Linked DNA regions of Mus musculus: regions 1, 2 and 3 are each linked to region 4. A link is a contact called in public promoter capture Hi-C data. All regions are on one chromosome and are shown on one strand. Each heading gives the region's core, a stretch centred on a gene start, on an enhancer-like site or on the middle of the called end of the contact. The rest is flanking DNA. Distances are from core to core; before and after follow the strand shown.

Region 1 (5,620 bases), core at 880-3,379, 140 kb before region 4:
GAACAACTTTGTGGAATTGATTCTCTCCATCTACTTTTAGTGTGAGTTGAGCTCAGGTTGCTATCTTGTGAAGCAAGTGCGGTCACCTGCTGAACCCCCTTGCTGATCCTTCATTTGTTTTAAAGAGTTATTTTTATTCATGGTGTGTGCTTGTGCATATTATCTGCCATGTGTGTGCAGGTGCTCTGGAAACTTGGGCCCTCTGAAAGAGCAGCAAGTGCTTTGAAATGCTGAGCCATCTCAGACAGGGTTTCTCTGTGAAGCCCTGGCTGTCCTGGAACTTGCTCTGTAGACCAGGCTGGACTCTAACTCAAGTGATACCCCTGCCTCTGCCTCCTGAGTGCTGGGATTAACGTCACTACCTTATGGCTGTCTCTCATTGTTTTAAAGTGGGTGAGTGGAAGAAATTTAAGATGGAAAGGAAGCAAGCTGCGTGGCCAAGACTGGTATTGGAAGGTAAGCAGCAGCAGTCTGGATAAAAAAAATGGACCAGCAAGAATTTCAAGAGCCTTCAATCACTCTTACTTTGAAGGCATGGTCAGTAGTCTTCTCCACTCTGCCCATTTTAGATGGTTGTTTCTTCCTTGTCTTAATTCTCTTCAGAAACAAAGAGATGTATTCCTAGTGGCAACCCTATTCATCTTAGTCCACTGGGTGTGACCCTAGGCTTTTAGCTCTTTCTAGTTATTAGCTTTACCACAGCTTAAACCTAAAAGTTAGCTTCTTGGCTGCCAGAGGGTTTTTTTTTTCTTCTCTTCCCTTTTTAAAAATACATCTGAATTTGATGTCACTGCAGTTGCTAGAAGTTGCCAGAAGGCTGTCCTCCAGCTAACTGTCCCTTGCTCTAGCTTGTATCACGGTTTTGTTACAATTAGCATTCAGAATATGCACTGTCATCTTATTAAAATTTATATTTTTTTAGTGGAGAAGGTTCAAGTAGAGTTTATTGTGAGGCTGTGGGCTCATCCCTGCTTTTCTTAGTTAACTGTGTTTGAATTCAGCTGAACTTCTGAGCCTCAGCTACTTCAAAAGGCGTCGCGGTTTACTAAGGTTAACGCCTGAGGGAATATTAACCTTGCAGACAGTAATCTAATTCAGTGTCATCACAAGTGCATAATGCGGGAGTTTGGAGTTTGGCCAAAAAGCCTATTCAAATGAACATTCAAGGGGTGGGGAGGTGGGTGTGGACAAGGAGAGAATTCCAGAAATGGTTATGTAGATATTTTAATGTCCTTTCCCTCTCACCTCAAAGGTTATGTTTAAGTATTGCAGAGAGGTGCTAAAATAAAGCCTTGAGATTGTGAAACAGAAATCCTAACGAAGGTGCTCCATCTCTCAGGAAGTTCCCAATAACCCGATCGACATTCACTGGGCACATTAAGTTAGCTGACCTTGTACTACTGTGTGGGCACAAAGGTCATTAACTGTAAGCCCTCCCTTTGTATAGGCAACTAAAGGGCCTTGGTGTTAAATGAGGGCGCTCCTAAGAAACCAGGATTTAGTGAAGGTCGTCGAAGGGCTGCCAAAAGATGGCTCAACTAAGCAATCTTAGGTATGCAGAGATTATAACCAAGTCTTTGCTGACATGCAGACCGTGGTTTGGGCCAACGAAGTCCTGACTGGGATCTCTTGCTTTTTCTCGGTGCCCACATCCTGCATCGCGGTTTGCAGACTCCAACCAGGTTTTCTAGTTTCAAGGGTGCAGGGTAGCATCTTCCGGAAAAAGAGGAGAGGCTAGGTAAGAGAATAAAAGAAAGATCCAAGAAATCCTGGCTAAACCCTTCATCGACGTTCCCGCCCCTTCCACTTCCCAGGGCCTGGGCCGCTATTTAATCCCCATTTTTCACTTCTCGGGGTGCCAGGCACGCACCCAGCCTCAAGGGGAGGACGTCCCTCTCAGTGGCTTTCCCAGCTCCCATCAATTTCAAAGCGTTTTCCTCTCAGGCCCATCAGGGGGACCCCCAGAGCGGGGCCCAGCTTTCCCGGCCACGCCGCGCTGCTGACACGCAGGCGCCAGAATCAAAGCCACGCTTGGTCTCGCAGCCAGGTCTCCGCGCCAAGCGAGGGCCGGCGGCCCGGAGCGCTTCCTGTGTGCGATGCTTCCCATAATGCACCGCGCCGGCAGCGGCGGCGACCGCGGCGACGCTCTAGCCGCGCCATGTCTGCCTCTCGACTGCTCTGGGAGGAGGAAGAGAAGGAGGAAGAGGAGGAGGAGGAGGAGGGGGAGGAAGAGGAGAAAGGCGCAGGGGTGGGAGCTGTCGCCGGAGCTGCCACAGCAAAAGTTCTCTCCCCTCCCCCTCGCCCTCCTCGTCGGGCCCGTGGGAAGGTCGGAGCCGCCGCCGCCTGCAGTCAGTGACCGCGCGCCTCGGCGCCAGCCCCGCGGTAAACGCTCGGCCTGGCAGGCCTGGGCCCGGGAGGGCGGGGGAGGGGAGGGGGCGGCGCGCGGTCGGGGGGGGGGGAGCGCGGCGACGACGGTGTGACCCGCAGGAGCGGCGGGCCGGCCGGCCGGGGGGCGGCCCGGGAGGCGGCGGGCGCAGGCCGCGGGGAGCGCGGGGCTGGGGACGCGAGGATGGTGGGTCGGGGCTTGGAGAACGGAGAATGACGGGGGCGGCGGAGGCGAGAGAGCGGGCGGCCTCCGAGGCCTGCGGCCGGTGTCGGGTAGGAAGGTGGGATGCACGCGGGGAGGCCTCGGGGTGCCAGGCTGTGGGCGACGAGGCCGGCCAGACCCTGGGGTTCTCCGCCGTCTTGGTGCAGTGCTTTCTGCACCGCAGGCCTCGGTCGCCGCTGCTGCCTCGGTGTGCTCGTTGGCTGCAGGGAAGGGCAGGGGCTGGTGAAAAGGGGATTGCTTGCAGGAAGCCGAGTAGGAGTGCGAAAGGGGAGAAAGGGGCCGGAGGGGAAGATGCCGGATAGGTGGAGGAATGCCGGGGGTGGCTGTGGAGCAGTCTTGAGGATTCTGAGGGTGTTCATTGTGCAGATACGTTAGGTGTTTCATTATGGAAAGAACCGAAGCGTTTCCAAGGCAAGGGGAAGAAGGCTAGAGTAGTTTCTACGGATAGAAGGAAGAGCGTTTGAAGCCAGAGGAGTGCTAAATATTGGAAAAGAAGCAGAGAATGCATAATAGAATAGACAGATGTAGCATAATTATCAAATGCTGGCCCAAGGTCTAAAGAGTTATTCCAGATGGGCCAGAGTGGCCTAGTTCGGAACCTGTTTGGGCTCTTCAGTAGATGACATCCGGTAAGTGTGGGTCCCCGCTTGGTTGGGGGTCATTGAGAATTTAGTCACTTAGCCTGTAGATTGGTTTGAGACATTTTAGTGCCGCACTAGTGAACTGAAAAATCTTTGAAAGAGACCTTGAGAAACCGCCTGGCTTCTGGGCATTCTTGAGGCCACGGAGTTGAGAATTTTAGCAGATTTGGAGTATTGTCTGTTACCGGAGGGTGGATGAACACCGTCCTGGAAGACGGTGGAATAGGAATTAACGTGGCCTGGCGGTGTTCTTCTTCACTGCCTAGCTTATATGGTACCACCAGAAGAGCTGGTGCCGTATTTCAGCCTAGGTTGCAGGACATAGATTGTAATTGTCCGGGTCAAGAGTTGGTGCATTCTAGTCTGGTCTTTGAAGGCTCCATTTGTCTAGTTCTATACTTCGGGTTGGCGGGAGATCCTTTTCCATTCACAGTTCCGGGTGTACTCTTTCACGGAGGCATGATGTTATTAAAGAAAATAACATCTGCAAGCAAAATGTAGGCAGAGCATCTAGAATATCTGTTATCTTAGCTTATAAGGAGGTCAGGAGTGGTTGTAATGCCTAAGGAAATCTGAAGTGACAGGATGAGTCGAGGTCTCATGAGGAGGGACAGTCCCTATGTTAGGAAACCAAGTTCTGCACTCCCTGAATGCACAGTAGACCACATTTTTCAAGAAGGAACACTGGGTGAGAACAGAGTCTTGTCCTTTTTGTTTTGTTTTGCTTTTTTTTTTTGAGACAGGGTTTCTCTGTAGTTCTGGCTGTTCTGGAACTTGCTGTTGTATACCAGGCTGGCCCGGAACTCAGAAATCCACCTTCCTGTGCCTCCTTAAAGGCACAGCCCGGCTAGAACAATGTGTTAAATTCTATTTGGATAGTGGTCACCTTTTGTTATTAAGAGAAATTACATAATGTGTTGTGGTATCATTTCAACTGAAGGGAAGACGAGTATGTTAAATGTGACAGATCTTTTTCATGGCAGTTGAAGGAAAAGAGAATAATGGGGAGGATGGGGTAACATTCGGGAGAGGGGAAGGAAACTCAGGTATATTCATTCCTTTTTCTTTCATTATAATTTTTCTTATAGAAATAACTGGATTTTTTTATTTTTAAAAAAACTTGGAAATTTTCCGGTTAGTGCATTTAGATTTGCTCACTTTTAAAAAGATTTTTTTTTTTTTTTTTTTGGTTTTTCAAGACAGGGTTTCTCTGTATAGCCCTGGCTGTCCTGGAACTCACTTTGTAGACCAGGCTGGCCTCGAACTTAGAAATCCACCTGCCTCTGCCTCCCAAGTGCTGGGAGCAAAGGTGTGCGCCACCACGCCCAGCTAAGATCTTATTTTTATTTATGCATATGTATTTGTCTATGTGAACATATGCCATGGATGTGAGGGTAACCAAGGAGGTTAGAAGAGAATGTTGGATCCTCGGGAGCTGGGATGACAAGCATTTTTGAACTGACTGATGTGGGTGCTGGAAACTGAACTTGGGTCCTTTGGAAGAGCAGGACGCACTCTTATTAGCTGCTTCTTTGGCCATTTTAAAAAAGGGCTTACTTGACATGATGCACCCATTTTTACTGTCATGGTGTTCGTGGCTCAGTTTCCCTCTGCTGCACTGGTATTGTGTATTGTCATTTCTTTTACTACTGAGTGCCAAATACAGTATGTTGTGTTTCTTATGCAAATAATATGAATATATGTAATTTTAAAAAACTGTCCTGAAGGGACTAACAATGAAAAGCAATGAAACAGGGGTTCATTGCAGTTTTGCTTTCATAGACTGCTGCCTGCTGTGCCCTGCAAGCCCCCCCCCCCCCTTTCTGAGACAGGGTCTCACTGTGTAGCTCTGTCTGAGGAGGGACTGGCTTTGTAGGCCAGGCTGGCCTCAAACTCAACAGAGATCCGCTTGCCTCTGCCTCCCAGGTGCTGGGATCACGGGCCCACATCACCGTGTCCAGTGAGCTTTTGTGTTGGTGTTCTGAGACAGGTTTCTGTCACCCAGGCTGGCCCCTTAAGTATGTAGGAAAGATGACCCTGACTGTCTGAACCTTTGCCTCTTTGATTTCTGGCATTACAGGTGTGAATTCCACAACTAGTTTCTGCAGTGCTGGGAACTGAACTGGGGACCAAGTTTTTTTTTTTTTTTTTTTTTTAATGTTTAATTATCTTATGTATATAAGTACACTGTAGCTGTCTTCAGACACAGCAGAAGAGGGCGTCAGATCTCATTACAGATGGTTGTGAGCCACCATGTGGTTGCTAGGAATTATACTCAGGACCTCTGGAAGAGCACTCAGTGCTCTTAACCACTGAGCCATCTCTCCAGCCCTCTCCTTTTTTTTTTTTTTTTTTTTTTTTTTTTTTTTTT
Region 2 (4,990 bases), core at 1,640-4,139, 170 kb after region 4:
TAACTCATCTGAGATGATCAAGACTCTTGTCTGTATTTCCAGGCTCCTGAAGAAGAAGTGACACTACTGTTAGTACCAAACCCTAAAAGGCAGAGACTGTAGGATTGCTGGGAGCCTTCCTCACACACCTGTCTGCCAGAAAGATCCATTTCCCTTCCCATAAAACTATGTCAGTCCCTAATAGCTGTTATGAATATCAAAGCCCCCACACTAGCTGTGGTGGTTTCAATATGCTTGGCCCAGAGTGGTACTATCAGGAGGTGTGGCCTTGTTGGAGGAAGTGTGTCACTGTGGGTGTGGGCAGTGAGACCCTCCTCCTAACCACATGGGATCAGGTCTTTTCCTAGTGGCCCTCAGATGCAGATGTAGAACTCTCAGCATCATCACTGCCTGGATGCTGGCATGCTCCTGCCTTGAACCTGTAACCCAGCCTCAATGAAATGTTGTCCTTTATAAGAGTTGCCTTGGTCATGGTGTCTGTTCACGCAGTAAAACCCTAACTAAGCACCAGTCTCCTGGTCCTTCTCACCTCTCCCTCTACTATATGACCTCCCACACTGTTCTACCACCCCACCCCCACCCACCCCTCCACCTGTTCTTTATAAAGGATGGATTTTCCTACTTTTGCTTCACTCTCTCATCTTCTCTCCCCACTTTTTTTTCTCTGCTCCCAAGAGCTATCCCTGCCCAGAGCTGATTCTCTTCTTGTACTTTCTGTCCCTGAGAGGCAGCCATGGCTACTTTAGACTTCCTGAGTGCCTCTGGTTATTCTTTCATACTTACAACAAACCTTTCTTTCAGATGCACCCATAAAGTGCTCCAGTCTGATGGTTTCACTGGGCCCTGGCTTATGTGTCCTTAAGGCACCTGCTTTAATAGCCTTGCCCCTGAACCTTAAAACACTGGGATAGAACACTTCTTATCAATCATCTAGGACAATGTGTTTTATAGATGAAATAATTAAGGACTAGGTCACAGTTAAAGAAATCAGGGAAAAAAGATTCTAGGAGCAAGCTGGCAGCTGTTTGCAAGTTCCTGACGCAAGTATAGCCTCCCTGATAATCCCTCTTGCTTTGTCCTAGGAGATGGAAAGGTATTAAGACCCAGCAACATCTTTGCAGCCCTTCATCCACCAGTTAGGCTGGCAGTTCCTCTGGAAGTTCAGGTAGAAGGTAGAAAGACAGATCTGTGATACTTAAAGGGAGGGGCAGGAGGCAGGTGTGATGCCCTTGGGCACCGGAGGCAAAGGCAAGATTCCCAAGCGAGCTTTCTGAATACACACGAGAAGCCCAGACAGGCCTTTAAACCCTTAAGCCTTCCTGTTTGCCTGAAAGCATGTCCTGGCCTTTAACTAGTCCTCCTTTCTGTTCAAGGGAGGAAGCTATGGTGACCAGAACCTCAGAGCACAGTGTACTGAGCTTAGCCAGATGGGACTGGGCTGCTGTGTAGTCCTGCTTGTTAACAGGGGAGCTGTGTCAGGAGGTGGGGCCATGCTTGGATTGTTGTTGTTTGAGAAAGAAAGAGGACTGAGCATTTCATGTGAGACCTGAAAAGTTAGGTTTCATTTGTGGTTCTATAAACCCTAACCCAAACCAATTCTCCACTCTTGGCTCATTTGTCTAAGGTAAACTTGTTTATACGGAGCATCCTTTGTGTCCTGCCAAGTGACTCACTTGTACCGAGTCACCAGAAAATGGGTCTAGGCCCATCTACCGATGCGCTGGACGTTATGATCTGATCGTTCCCCTGGAGGCGGGTCATGGAGGCTTGGAGACAGAGAGAGGCAGAGACATGGGGAAAGAGACAAGCCTGTCTCCTGAACATTTGGTAAACAGACAAAGAACCCTAGCACATCTGAGAGCATCCCAAGGGATCTGTGGTTTTCAGTTTGGATGAGATATTGTCTGAATTATTGACAACTCTAAGCTATGAGGTAAGCACGAAGCCACATGGTCATTCAATGAGAAATCCTTTAGTTGTTGGTTCTCTTAGCAACTCTTAAGCAAGTTATTTCCCCCTATTTTGAGCTGCTCATTCTTTACTTACAAAGAAAAGAGATTTGGGTCTTAAAATCTGGACATTGTATCATTTGTCTCCTAGGAAGGGAGGGAATAGGGACACACACAGAATTTTACTTACCAAGCAAATTTATTGACACTCTGTCTTGGAACATCTCCCCTAAAGGTTTCTTTTTAACTTCTGTGTGGGCTGCTTTTTTTTTTTTTTTTTTTTTTATGTTTAATTTGCAAATTGCTGTCCTTTTCCTGGCTATGGGTTTTCCCTTGCCCCAGACTCGGTTCAGTTTTCTCTTCCCTCTGGCCTCTTTGGGTGTCTCAGCAGTGACATCTTTGAAGAACTATGGTGTAAGCCAAAGATAGCGTGGGAAGGAAATCAGGCTTCTGAGCCTTCAAGAAGATGAGGGTTCCCGCCCTGGCTAAAGCAAATCTTCTCACCAATTCTGGGGACCCAAAAGGGCGGCAGTGGGTTGGGGCCTCTTCAGATCCTTAAGGGCAATGCAGGTCCACGTATGGAACAGGGTCTAGGATTCACTTCTCTGTCTTTTGAAAGCTCTCTGTATACTCACTCACCTGATGTCAATTACACCGCCAGAATCTACTTTTCACAGACCTACTGTGTGGCTAAGGAACTGGGAAAGTGCCCCCCACCCCAATTTCATTTCTCCAAAAGCCAAAGCGATACTCCAGGGTGTGGGCCCTGTAACAAAAGTCGCAGGGGGCTCCATGAGTTCACCCGGGGGTTCCGTGAACTCACCCGGGAGACCGAGACCGCCCCCGCCCTCTTCCTGCCCTCTCCCCGCCCCCGGGCCCCCGCGCGGGGCGGGTGATGTCAACCGAGGAGGAGCCGCCCGCCCCGCGACCCGCCCGGGCTGATTGGCGTGTGGCAGCACCAGGGCTGCCTCCGCCCTCCCGCGGCTCCCACAACTTTTGCGGCTGAGAGCGCGCTCGCACCCCGCTCCGCTCGCCGCCGCCCTCGGCCCGGCGCCCGGCATGTGAGCGCGGGCGGCCGCCGCCACCATGGCCACGCCGCGCGCCCCGCGGTGGCCGCCACCGTCGCTGCTGCTGCTGCTGCTGCTACCGCTGCTGCTGCTGCCGCCCGCTGCCCCCGGGGCGCGGGGCTCCCTTCCCTCCCCGGCCCATCGAACACTCCTCCCGGTCGCGGGACCGCTTTCGCCGCCTGGCGCCGGACATACGGCCCCCGGACCCGGCGTCGCGACCCGGCGGGGACGTTCCGGCCGTGTCCCCAGAGGCGTGAGCGCGGGTGAGTGAGAGTCTCCAGCGAGGGTCAGGGGGCGTGGGCGCTTCGCGGCTGCCCCATCCCGGCCGAGGCTCCGTGGACCCTCGTGGGTGGAACCCTGAGGGTGGCCCAGGACGGAGAAACGCTGTCCCTGGCCACTGGAATATAAAATGTTCACATGCATTCCCTCCCTGTGCTTTGGAAGAAAACTCTCTCCTGGATTAGCCCACACCCTTCTCACTTTTACAAAACGAAGACCCCAAAGAGCCTCTCACCTCGTGGGGAGTGGTAACTTCTGGCTGTTGTCCCTCGGTTTCAGCCCCCAACCCCCAGATTTAGAACTGGTCTCTCCTGGTCTAAAGCCTGACTTTCCAGTATAAGTAAATAACGGATTTCGGAGTTTGGAATGCTTCTAGTACTTAGGACTTCATAAAGGACAAAGAGTGCGCTTTAAAACAAAGCTACCCAGTTAACCTTAGGAGCAGGGTTACTTGGGATGGGGCTGGGGGCGCTGCAAGGTCAAACCCCTGGAAGCCACTGACTGGCTCTGGACTGTCCTGGGCCCTTTCCTCCCCCAGCCAGCTGCTTGCTGTGCAGGCAGGCACTGCCTGTCCTGGTCACAGAATGGGGACTCAGCTCCTGTGCCTGCCTCCTTTGTTTCTAGTTCCTTTTTCTGTTGGAAGAAAATGCCACGGCCTGGGTGGGATTCTAATGTAACCCCCACACGACCTTGGCTGTGTCTCATCTTTGGCTCTCAGTTTCCCCATCTGTGGAATGGAGGGGCCCCATTCCTCCCTGCCTCCAAGTGACAAGAGGTGACAAAATGAAAGTAAAAATAGTAGAAAGTGCTGTGAACCAAACCAGCCTAGGTGATGTTAGCCATTTGTCCTCCCGTAAGAGGCAGAGGGCACACATCGGGCTCTGTTGTTGCCACACTGGGACTGCCAAGATTTTGTCCAGTTTCCACTTCTTGTCTGTCTGTCTGTCTGTCTGTCCATCTTACATGTTTTACAAACTTTCTCCCAACTTGCTCATCCTTAGAACATAGAGGTACTACTTCCTAGAATTGAATAAGAGAAACTTTTCTACCCTCATAAAGCCTCATTTGAACCATAATCTCCCCTCCGCAGACTGCCTTAGCCTTGTGAACTTCTGAGTCACTGGTCCAAGACAGGGAAACTGAGGAAGGGTGAATAAAGGGAGGGAAAGCTGTGCTGAAGGTCTTTACAGACATGCTGTGCAGCCCCAACTTCCATAATCTTGATGACTGATTTTCAGAGAAAGGAATTGAGAACTTTGAAGACATTTACTGTTCTAGATACAGTTGTGTGTAAGGAACTGATAACTCAGATGGCCACCTGGGAACCCAAGGCAGGTGCCACTAACTGGTACTCAGGCTGAAGGCTCCATCTTGTGAGGGGCTATGAAGGGAGCAGGGATGCTGGGCTCCAGCTTGAGGCTGGCACAGGAATCTCCTTCCAATGGCAGAGCCTGTTCCAGGCTCACACAGGTGTGAGTGTAGCATCAGGCTATAGTAGCACCTGAGTTAGGGGAGATAAGGTAAGAATAGGGGCCTTATGAGAGCCGGGCCTTCACAGCCATGGTGCTAGAACTGCTCTGTTCTGTTCGTTTGGGGAAAAGCAGGATAGAGGCAAAGGAAGAACCCAGGAAGGAACAAGAATAATCCAGACTTTCTTTTAAGGTTTCCTGATCTCTATTGCTCTAAGGCCCAGTC
Region 3 (4,872 bases), core at 605-3,104, 220 kb after region 4:
GAGATGCTGAGGTCCTCTGCTCCATTAAAGGGAATCTCGAGCTTCGCTGTCAGGGAGGCGGACACAACATGTTGTGTTGCTCAGAGGCTTTCTGCTTTCCGTGGGCACAAGGCAAACAGGAGGCACAGAGCTCTAATGTGTTCCCAACAAAAGACCTCTTGACCCCCCCACCCCACCCCCATCATGTAATTTCCCACAGAGTCTTTTTGAGGAAGGACCTTTGCGGCAGGTCAACTCATCATTGTAGATTCTGAGGAGCCTGTAGTCAGACCTGGGGAGCTAAGAGGAGCTGAGCTTTGTCAGCTAACTTGTTCACTATGCAGAGTCCAAATAAACAGCTGCCTGGGTTTTTGTTTTTGAAACCCTGGGTCTTAGAAGGGATCTTCTCCTTTGAAGATGTTTTGTTTTCGAGGATGCTGCTCTGAACATTTCCTGCTGAGATTTCCCTACTAATCCACTATCTGCCCTGGGGAACAACAGAAAGATATTTAGGAGGGGGGCGGGGATACAAAGGCCGCACTGCTTTGAGTCAAACTGCCTGCTGATACCTTGGTGGCGATAGAAACTACCTATTTTATCCTGAAAATAGGAAATTGTTTCTTGGCTCAAGGATTTTGTCTGACAACCGGGTTCTTCATTTCAGCTAAACGTGTGTTTTTCAACATTGCCCGGTTATATCCGAACTACAGCCCATGTGTCTAGGTGAGAAACAGAATTTCTTTTGCTTATGATCTGATCTGTGGAATTGGGGGGGGGTGTGTGTGTGTGTGTGTGAAGTGGTACTGTTCCCAAATGAGTGATCAAAATAAAGCCAGTCTCTGTTTTACAGCCAATACACCGGGTAACCCAAGACCACGGTCTCTGGGCCTTTATACTCTCCTATTTTTTCTGTGGAGAATGGCAGTAACATGTACTTTGCAAGCTACCTGGAACCCACATGTCATTTCAAGTCAGTTAAGGCCTTGCTAACTTTGCCCACAGGGAGCCCAGTACAGTTTTCATCTCACTGAAAACCACCTTTGCCCTGGCCTCCAATGTGACACTGTTTGACCTGGCAGACAGGATCCAGAAATATGTCAACTCCTGCAGGTCCTCTGCTGAAGTCTGCCAGCTCTTGGGGTCTCAGAGGCGGGTCTTTCGAGGTAAGATGGGAGTCCTCTAGGGGGGGAAACCTGCTCTTGCAGGTAGGCATAGACTTAGAGATGGGAGGTTTGGGGACTCAGGCCCAGAAAAGCTCCTTCACAGAGCTTGTCTTTAGAAGTTATAAGCACAAGCCTTCATGACACTCAGTGCACACATCTGTCTACACATGGCCTTTTACAGCATCAGCTCCTTGGTATCTGGCTCCTTCTTTTCTTCTATACAGTGCCAGGGTGAGAGGAAGATATTACAGGAGCTGAAGGAACCAAAAGCTGTTACTCCCGCTTCCTGGGGAGACAGAAAGTGACATATAGAGTCTGTCAAGTTGCCAATGATCCAACAATCTTTATATGGTGATGACTAAGAAAAAACAAAGAGCTATGCTCATGCAGTATTACCTATCTTTTGTTTGTTTTCTATCATAAAACCATAGAATGACTAAGAGGGAGCATGGCAGGATGCTCCCAGGAGTGCCGTAATGACAGGACTCTCCCTTCCTTTGTTCTTGTTTGGTCGGAGGCTCTTGCCCTGTGTTGGGGTAAGGCCAATGAGAAAGGTGACTCAGGACAAGTCTGGAAGACAGACTTGCGTCTTTCAGGGATAGTTTTATAGCTGGGAGAAGAACACTTTGCTGGAATGAGAACCGCCCCTAGACACAGTGGGCTAGTCCCTCTTGGTGATCAAAGTGTACTCTGGTTAGCTCATTGGACCAGTGGTTGAGGTCTGGCAAAGGAAGGAGAGCTTAGGCTAAGTCTCCCCCATCTGGCATCCAGATGTTAGACATAAATTGAAGGTATCAGGTTTTGGTGCCATATCCGCTGGTTAGTCTAGGCCATTCCCAGTGGGTCAGGATGTTGTAACTGCTGGTCCAGAGCTTTCCTCGAGTGAACAGTTGCACTGCAGAGCTTGGGAGCTGATGCTTTCACCCTGAGATAGGCTCTGGGGGGCTGGCTACTTAGTAACTGGGGGGAAATGAGCTGAACATAACAGAGTTGGAGTGTTTTTGTTCAAAGTTCATGCCCTGTTCTAGGGTGCTGGATACTTTGAGGCTCTCTGGTTGTATGGTTTTGTTTCTCATGCCCAGGGCTCCAGGGTACTATTTTTCCTCCCAGTGAGGTAGGCACCCTTCAGTTTGCTAACCATTTCTAGACTGCATTTGGCGTGGTCAGCATTGGACCAAGGTACTTTTCTGTTGCCAGCTTGTGCATCTGTGCTTTGCAGATCAAGTTGGCAAGATTGTGTGGATGCGCAAGAGCCTGCCCTAGCAGGAGTGCTCGCTCACCCAGCTGCTTTGCTTGGACTGCCCCCATGTGGCCTATAGAAAGACTCTTGTCCCCATGAGGAGGCCATCCTCACTGTGTTCCCTTCCAGTCCCTTGAGCATAAAGACAGCCATGCCTAGTAGCCAAAATTGGACTCACATCTGTTTTTCCTCCAGATCTTCTCTAGGTTTTGCCAAAGGATCCAGCTCTGGCTCTTGGTAATTTTTCTGGAGCTAGAGAGGAGGCTAGACCAGCAGGTGCTGCACACCTTTGGGTTTCTAGCATCCGGGCAGCACTAGGATGCTCTGGACATTGCCGCTGGCGAGAAGGGCTTTGTCCCCTCAGTTCAGAGAATGTCCATCTCCCTCCTTTCAAAGCCCTTTAGTCCTCATGGTCTCCTGGGATTTAGAGACTTTGGAAATCCCCCCTCATGGCCTCAGCCTTGGCTTACTGAGTACTCATTGTCTATCTTGACGGATGTTATGCCCAGGAAAGACCATGGGAACGGTGAATGCAGAAGACTCACATCACCAAGGATCGATTTAAGTGAGATTCTGCATGGTCCTTTTGGGTGGCTTTATGAGACACGTTCATTGAGAAAGCCACTCCTCATTGGAGGGGCGGGGCCTGCCCTCCCTGTTCAAGCAGAAATCTGGCAGCAGGCAGGAACTGGTTGCTTTTGGCAATGAATATTCGTTAGCAGCCTAGATCAGTGGGCAGGATGGAAGGAGAACTTAACATTGACTTCCAGAAAATACCCAATCAGAGTGGGATTTCCCAGCCTAGGATGGCCTGGATACTCCTTATACTTGGAGGTGTTTTTCTCTGCTAAGTCTCATTGACTGGCAAAGCCTTCAGAGAAGTCAGATGTGAGGTGCCGGAAGCTGAGTTCCTCCCTGGTGCCAGCTTTGCAAAGTTTGCCTGGTGAGATTTTTCCGTTTAAACATTTCCCCTTAAATACAAACTTTTTTTTAAAAACAATAAACAAAGGAGCCCAGATTTAACATGTCAGCTTCCACTGATAAAGGCAGGAAATTCAATTCAGCACTGGGAAATGAAGCTGTGCCCTAATTCACCCGGCTAGACAGTCAGTCTCAGTTCTCGGGACCCTCAAGAGGGATGGATGCTGGGAATTCCACACGGGGCCCATCAAGCCCTGGTGTCAGCTCCCATCACCAGAATTTGCCCAGGCAAGGGTTAATTTTGCAGAATTAACAGGCACCTTCTGAAGAGCCTGGGGCCTTTTCTTTGACAATGCCTACAAAATTAGCACCCAATTTTCATTGTACAATGCTCAGACTCTTCCCATCCCCCTGCCACTCTCCTCCTGGGTTCAACTTGCTTTTGACCCCCCAACAGCAGAAGCACACATCTGCCATGTGAGGATAAGTTATTAGCCGCTGTCATGTTGGTTTCATAGTTCTGTTCTCCCTGTGCGCCCACTGACGTGTATCTTGGGTGGTAAAATGTACTCTTCATTATCTTGGCCGTATTAAAACCTCCCAGAGGACTATGTGCCCAGCAGTGAATGCTTTTTGATACGAATAAGCTGATTCTTTATCAACCATGAGATGAATAAAGCCCCCAAATGAACACAAAACCAGCCTTAAAACTGGGTTCTTTCCTCGTCTGCCTGTTTCTCCTGGTGATGGTGTAGCGACTGATCAGGCCAGTAGGACTTCCCCACCCCCACCCCCACCCCCACCCCCACCCCCACCCCAGCACATGCTCACCTACTGGTCTCTGTGCTGCAGATCCAGTGCTGAATAAACCTTCCTAACACTGTAGTGGGGAGACAAACAGACAGACAGACAGACAGACAGACAGACAGCTTCCTGCCAACCCTGGGGAATCAGATTACCATACAAACCTCGTTCTATAATAAGCCTCCAAAAGGCAACACACTGAGAGCAAAGCAAGCTGCCTTACCACAGAGTGGTCCTGGGCCCCTAGGACACAGAGCCCGGACATGTTTCCACTTGAGACTGGTCTGACTGTATTGGTTGGTTTGGGTCCAAGCTCCTGACTTCCTAAGAACATGGTCACATTTTCTGGGTTTGTTCCAGCCCCACCCCCCACCTCCCTTACTCCCAGTCCTTAAACGTGAAGGTACAGAATACACCAGGCTGCATTTGTAGGTTGGGCAGCGCCCTTTCCTTCCTCAGTTTGGTTTCTCCATAGGGAATGCTTGTGAATATTTATTTACTGGCGGTGACCAGGGAACAAGAGGTAGAGACTGTGTAGGGCCTCAGAGGACTATGGTTCCAAGAAGACTCTGGGAAACTCTCCCCTGAGCCTATTGAAATAGCAAGTTCATGCGTCATAAGGTGTGAAGAAGAGGTTTGGTTTGGTCTCACTGCCTTGTTTTTCACATCCCAGCGGGCAGCTTGTGTAAGCGGAAGAGTCCAGAATGTGACAAAGAGACCTCCATCTGCACCGACCTGGATGGTGTCGCGCTCTGTCAGTGCAAG
Region 4 (5,628 bases), core at 1,747-4,246:
GTTTCCACTCCTATTTTACAACCCTGGTTCCTCCTTCTAGAGAGAAACAAACCCAATAGATTGATGGTGTTTCCCGTGCACACGATACATCTATAGACACATATATGGGCTACAGCACATCACTCACGGTGTCCTGCAACTTGCTGTTTGTATTCATTATGTGATGGGCGAGGTTCGTGTCAGTACATGGGAAACCACCTGATTTAAAGCACTGGCTGTCCTAAATTAATCCATCTTCTGCCAATGGACTTTAGGTTCTCATGCTTTCAAGTATTAGAGGTAAATAAGGCAATGGACACCCTTCTCTTAGGCCACAGAGGATCGCAGCTTAGAAATGGAGATGGTCCATTCTAAGAATATGGAAGATACTATTTTTTGGCACAAGCATTTTGGGTCTTTCGTTTGTTTATTTGGTGTTTTGTTTTGTTTGTTTGGTTGGTTTTTCGAGAGAAGGTTTCTCTGTCTGTCCTGGCTGTCCTGTAACTCACTTTTCTGTTTTGTTTTTCGAGACAGGGTTTCTCTGTGTAGCCCTGGCTGTCCTGGAACTCACTTTGTAGACCAAGCTGGCTTTGAACTCAGAAATCCTCCTGCCTCTGCCTCCCAAGTGCTGGGATTAAAGGTGTGCATGCGTGCGTGCGTGTGCCACCACGCCCAGCTTTGTAACTCACTTTTTAAACCAGGCTATCCTCTGCCTCTCTAGTGCGAAGATTAAAGATGTGCGACACCACTCCCATTTTTTTTGTTAGTTTTTGTTGTCATATTTTCAGGTTATAAGTTAAGTTGGCATAAAGCAGGACATACTTTTTCTTTACAAACAACTGAGTTTCTCTATTTAACCATAAAATGAAAAAAAAAAAGATATGGACACATTTATCCTAAGGTTTAGAAGACAGGCTTTCAAGGAAACTCTTTTTTCATTTATTTAGAAAAGAGTTTATTGCAGGAAGTAATGGTAAAAAAGAGGGGTGAGTCTCCTTTTCTCCTGTGTGGATTTCTTAAAGTTCTGGCTGATACTTAGCAGTAGGCTCCCCAGATGTTGACAGCAATCAGGAACCTAGTTAAAGGCAAAGTAAAAGAGTGTCCTATAACCACCTAAAAAGTGACGAAGAAAGAAGGCTTTCCCAGCCGGCCGTGCAGGTGATGAGATGCCCACGTCATGAGTCTTAGCAATATGCCATCCTTCTGTCTGTCCATCCTCTTCTCAAAGACAGGTAATCTGTGATTCATTCTGGTGGAAATGGGGGTTTTGCTTTTTGCAGAGATGGGCTATTAACACTCCTCTACAAGCTGGGGATATAACTCCGTGGGAAAGCAGTCCCAAAAACAAAAAGACAAAGCCCTGGGTTCCACTCCCAGCATTGTAAAGCCAAAACTGAAAACAAAACCCCACAAAGGAATGAAAACCCAATCTGCTTGTATGCTGATGTATACAACATAGAAAGGACTTTGGGGGTGTGCTGCTCACGTGTGACAAGCCAGGCACAAAACGATAATAAATGTTGTTGTATTCCATTTAGAGGCCAGTTATATTCAGAGTAGACAGAAAGACAGACAGTGCATGGGGACACCATGGGTGGGGAGTGGCAGAATGTGTGTTTTCTGTATGGGGTGATGAAAAAAACGTCTTGGGTGTAGTGATGATGGATCTTTGAGCACCAAACACTGGGAGCAAGATTTTCCACACTGTTAAAATGGCCCAGACTGCAAACTTTACATAAGACACCTTCACAGGAACAACTTCCCTGGAGCAGCAAAGAGAGGAGAGGGCGCCACCAGTGTTCCCGGGCTTTGCCTTCCCTTTTGTTTTAAAAGAACAGCCTCTATTTTTAGGGATTCCACACAAAGGCTTGTGGGCGTGGGAAGTACTCCCAGCTGCCCTCCTGTTTCTCAGAAACCCACATGGAAGCCTGGCAAGTTATTTAAGGTTTAGGAACTATGCCAGATTGAAAATGGAGATAATTTAATCTCTCTGTATGTTAATTCCCACCCCTCGTCCTGCAACCCGAGGTGGCTCAGTGGTCCTGCTGAAGTGGTGAGGGTCAGCCCCCCACCCCCGCCTCTCAGCATGCCCGGGCCGCATTCTGGAAGCTCCATTTCCTGCCAGTTCGGTGTCACCTGACTGAACCACCGCCCTTCGGACAGGGGGTGCTCAGGGCCTGGGTCTCTAGTCCAGATGCTCGAGTCCGGACGCTGGGGCGGGGTCGCCCGAGATGCAGGGCAGGTGGCCAGGAGCGCTTGCGGCCACGTGGCAGGACCGGGTGGGGCGGGCGTGGCCTCCGGAGCCTGAGTAGGAGCAGGTGAGGGTGCGGGCACTGCTCTGTGGAGGGGAAGAGTGGCTGGGGTCGCAAGGACCTGACTCTGGTGCCCAGAGCCTCATCCCGCAGCCCTCAGATCTTTTTAGGGTGATGTGTCCCAAAGGAATCTTGCCCTATTCCTCTCCCCACGAGTCTCCTGCAGGATGGGGAGCACGGCCAGTTGCCTCAGCCCTTCTCCCTCCCTCTCTTTTTTCTTTCAAATGTCATGGGGCAAGGTCCCTGGCCTCAGGAAAGCCAGATCAACTCCTCTGGTGGGCCAGAACTGTACTTTTCTGACATCTTTTTCTTACCTGCCCTATTCTGGCCAGGGTCCAGGGGCCTCTCAAGACAGCCGCCAGCCCTCTGGCTCTGCCTCCAGTACACTCTGCCTGCACTCACCACCAGACACGGGTTCCAGCAAGACCCCAAATGTCCTTGCTCTGAACAAAGGGTTCCCAAGGCACTGGGGAAAAGAGTGTAGGACTATGTCTTTAAGGGCTAGGCAGCTGAGCAGTCAGCCTAGACCATTCCCCAATATTCAGGAGTTCAGGGAGTAGGGAGTGAACTATAGGAGTTCCTGTGACCCCAGGACAACGGGAAATGATCAGGCGGGCTCTGAACCATAAATGAGGTTCTGAAGAGAGCAGTGGGGAGGAGTCCCCAGATGGGGCCAACAAGGTTTCTACTTCACCCACGACCTTTCTCAGTGCAGAGGAAGCTGGACAGGCAAGAAGCAGCAAGGGAGGGAGGGAGGGCCTGGCCTGACAGAGTGATGTTTGCTTTCCAGAGTGGTCTCCCTATCTAGATAAAAGTATCAGAACCTCACTTCCTGGAGAATGGCCCAGAGGTCTCCGCAAGAACTCTTCCACGAGGCAGCCCAGCAGGTAAGTCTGGTTACAGGGGTGGTGGTGGAGCTGGCAGAGGCCATCAGACAGACAGGTGCCAGCAGAGGGGGGGTCTGTGGCAGTGCAGTATTTTCAAAGCAGTTATCTCAGGTTTACTTAGGCGTTGAGGGAATACCTCGGACAGCAGTTAACCGTGCAGAAAGTCTCCTTTGGCATTAGCTGTAATGTACTCCGCTCTCTGCCCTCCACCCCATCATGGGAAGAATGCCACGAGTGGAGGCTGAGACTCAAATGATATGAACTCCCTTTAATAACAAATCAGATCAAAGTCAGAAGGTAAGTTTATTTCTAGAAAAGCTAATCTACGGAAATCAGGGGGTTTCTGGACTCCCTGATGTCTGCTGGTTTTGTTTTTATTAAGTCCTTCTTGTTGGTTATTAGTGTGTGTGTGTGTGTGTGTGTGTGTGTGTGTGTGTGTAGTGTGTAGTGTAAAATATTCCATTTGTGGTCGATGGTTGATATAGAATTGAAGGATTAATCCCTTAAATGAAAGCCCACACCTTGGTGCTTATGGGGTCTCTGCCATCCGTGTTCAGTCACCTTGGTGTTTCATTGCCCCCTGGGTTTCCTTTATGCTTTGTAGTGAGAGGCAGGGAGGTGTTCCTGCACTGCAAGAGAGGGGAGTAAGCCCTTCAGCAGGAGAAAGAATATATATTTCAAGAACAAGGTCTAGAGCTGAAAGTCCGGAGGTGGTAGGGGCATCCAAGCCACATGTTAACCCTTTTCATGTGTGCACAGATGCCAGTGAAGGCGTGCTGCCTGCTGACCAGCAGGCGGTAAATGCTCCATAAACATATGACAAGGAGTGGCAGAACTAGGCTGAAGTCAGTTAATGACTTTGTAATGCAGTTGGGGGATGATCTAGTCTCCAAGTAACAGTATTATATGTTAACACATTGGTGCTAGTCTGTGTCATTAAAAACAAAATTAAAAACAGAATAAAACGAAACAAAAAAACCTTTGCTTTCATTTCTGAGTCCTCAAAAATTCTGTGCCAGACCATAGGGGATGCACCTGGTTAGTCAGGTGACCAAAGCCAGGAGTGGAAGGAGTCTAAGACCAAGGCTTTTGCTGGGGATTATTGCAGGAACGTGAAGGCAGGGTAGAGTGAACAGTTTGGGGTGTGCCACTCTGAAGAATTTTTCTGGACTCTGGATTAAGTGTTGGTCTCTAGTTTCCTAGTAACTGACCCTGGGATGATTTAGGTTGGTGTTAGGAGTTAGTGGCCGCAGCTCTAGACTGAGAATTGGTAGGTTGGCTTATGAAAGACATAGTCCCATCTAAGCTTTTGCTCTCTAAGACAGCCAGTAGGATTTGGTCTTTGCCTGCTTATGAATGGATGGCTTGTATTACTTCAAACATTTACATTGCCCTCTGCTACATTTCATCCATGACCAGAAGCAGAGAAGAAAATTGCTGTCTTTGTCACTATATGATAGATCAGCGTTTGCAAGATGTCTAGATGTTAAGGATGCTGAGGCACGAATTTTGTGCTCTAAGTGAGGTGCCCACCGGGTGGTACCTAGAGCATGGTCTGACTTCCTAAGGAGAGGCTATGTGACTTTTAGCTTCATTTTGTAATTTTCCTCACAAGATATATCTTTTCATAAACGGAAAAAAAAAAAGAACTAAGAGGAGGAGAACATGACTCAGACACTGGGAAGCACTTCCTCCCGGGTGTCATTCTGCATGTGACATTCCTGCCTTTGTCCTTCTTTTGCCTGACCTTGCTGTGCTAAATCACGTGTGCATTTGCCAGCTGGTCCTTCTGATCATGTATACGGCCGCCCTGTGGACTAAATGTGGACTAAATGTTTACTGAATGCTTACTATGAACCAAGTCCTGTATTATCATAGCATTTTCAAGAATTGTCTCCTTAATTTTTCTTACTCCTCTAGAGTAAGCTTAGTCATTAAAGCCATTTCATAGGTGAGAAAATAGAGGATAGGTGAAGAGACTCACTCAAACTCACAAAGTGCAGAGTCAGCACTTAAGCCCAGTCTGTACGTGTAACCTTGACCACCAGACTGTAACACTTAGATCTACAACCCCTTGTTGGGGAGTTCATTTTAGATACACAGACACACACACACATACACACACACACACACACACACACACACACACACACACCTAACTCCCATTTGAAACTAAAATGCCTAAAGCCAACCTGAGAATTTAGTCATCCATTTCTCTATAACTCACAACCACAGGCTGCTTCCTCCCCATGGTGCTCAAGAGACAGGCCAAGGCCGAAGGGTTTTATACAACATTCCATAGCCTGTCTTCCTACTGGACTCTGCCTACTTAATCCCATGTTATACATGTGCCAAAGCTCTTCACAGAATTTCTTGCCACCACAGCTGGGGTAAAGGTGACAAAAAGGTTCACAGATGTTCACTGCAGACTAGTCACTACAGCTTAAAAA

The links. Promoter capture Hi-C pulls out the DNA fragments that hold promoters and counts their contacts. Capture Hi-C pulls out chosen DNA fragments and counts their contacts.
Region 1: a contact with region 4 is called in a promoter capture Hi-C map of pancreatic islet. The contact joins the promoter of Zfp148 here to the promoter of Slc12a8 in region 4. A contact is called at or near these places in 10 of 39 promoter capture datasets (the 3T3-L1 cell line, 3T3-L1-derived adipocytes, HPC-7-derived erythroid cells and 6 more), 8 of 484 Hi-C or Micro-C datasets (the G1E-ER4 cell line, cerebral cortex, cortical neurons and 3 more), 4 of 115 datasets of contacts at active chromatin or transcription factors (embryonic stem cells, neural tube and pancreatic cancer cells) and 2 of 9 other capture datasets (adipose tissue and pancreatic islet).
Region 2: a contact with region 4 is called in a promoter capture Hi-C map of hippocampal neurons, with 5 times the contacts expected there. The contact joins the promoter of Heg1 here to the promoter of Slc12a8 in region 4. A contact is called at or near these places in 7 of 39 promoter capture datasets (the 3T3-L1 cell line, hippocampal neurons, liver and 4 more), 2 of 484 Hi-C or Micro-C datasets (cortical neurons and nephron progenitors), 8 of 115 datasets of contacts at active chromatin or transcription factors (the SCID.adh cell line, craniofacial prominence, embryonic basal ganglia and 5 more) and 3 of 9 other capture datasets (adipose tissue, liver and pancreatic islet).
Region 3: a promoter capture Hi-C map of hippocampal neurons shows a contact between it and region 4, with 4 times the contacts expected there. The contact joins the enhancer-like site here to the promoter of Slc12a8 in region 4. A contact is called at or near these places in 15 of 39 promoter capture datasets (the 3T3-L1 cell line, 3T3-L1-derived adipocytes, the SN4741 cell line and 8 more), 2 of 15 datasets of contacts at CTCF or cohesin (embryonic stem cells and pro-B cells), 18 of 484 Hi-C or Micro-C datasets (LSK cells, cerebellar granule neurons, cerebellum and 11 more), 14 of 115 datasets of contacts at active chromatin or transcription factors (VIP interneurons, astrocytes, embryonic basal ganglia and 4 more) and 4 of 9 other capture datasets (adipose tissue, embryonic stem cells, liver and 1 more).

The regions. Positions count from the first base shown.
Region 1 is chr16:33,378,646-33,384,265 of GRCm38.p6, forward strand. It overlaps Zfp148 (zinc finger protein 148), which reads left to right and starts at 2,130. Exons shown (of 9, transcript NM_011749.4): 1 at 2,130-2,382. It overlaps 1700007L15Rik (RIKEN cDNA 1700007L15 gene), which reads right to left and starts at 2,091. Exons shown (of 2, transcript NR_045709.1): 1 at 1,871-2,091; 2 at 1,209-1,734.
Region 2 is chr16:33,681,577-33,686,566 of GRCm38.p6, forward strand. Heg1 (heart development protein with EGF-like domains 1) reads left to right here and starts at 2,890. Exons shown (of 15, transcript NM_175256.5): 1 at 2,890-3,279. The coding sequence starts at 3,036.
Region 3 is chr16:33,737,582-33,742,453 of GRCm38.p6, forward strand. It overlaps Heg1 (heart development protein with EGF-like domains 1), which reads left to right. Exons shown (of 15, transcript NM_175256.5): 8 at 644-702; 9 at 982-1,142; 10 at 4,781-4,872. Among named protein-coding and RNA genes, the nearest start is that of Muc13, 54 kb to the right of the region's middle. Within about 2 kb of position 1,855, at least 81 of the 459 cell types and tissues checked have an H3K27ac peak or open chromatin away from gene starts, as enhancers often do. A contact at or near this core is called in VIP interneurons, cerebellar granule neurons, cerebellum and 12 more, where this site is marked.
Region 4 is chr16:33,515,199-33,520,826 of GRCm38.p6, forward strand. Slc12a8 (solute carrier family 12 (potassium/chloride transporters), member 8) reads left to right here and starts at 2,997. Exons shown (of 13, transcript NM_134251.3): 1 at 2,997-3,178. The coding sequence starts at 3,131.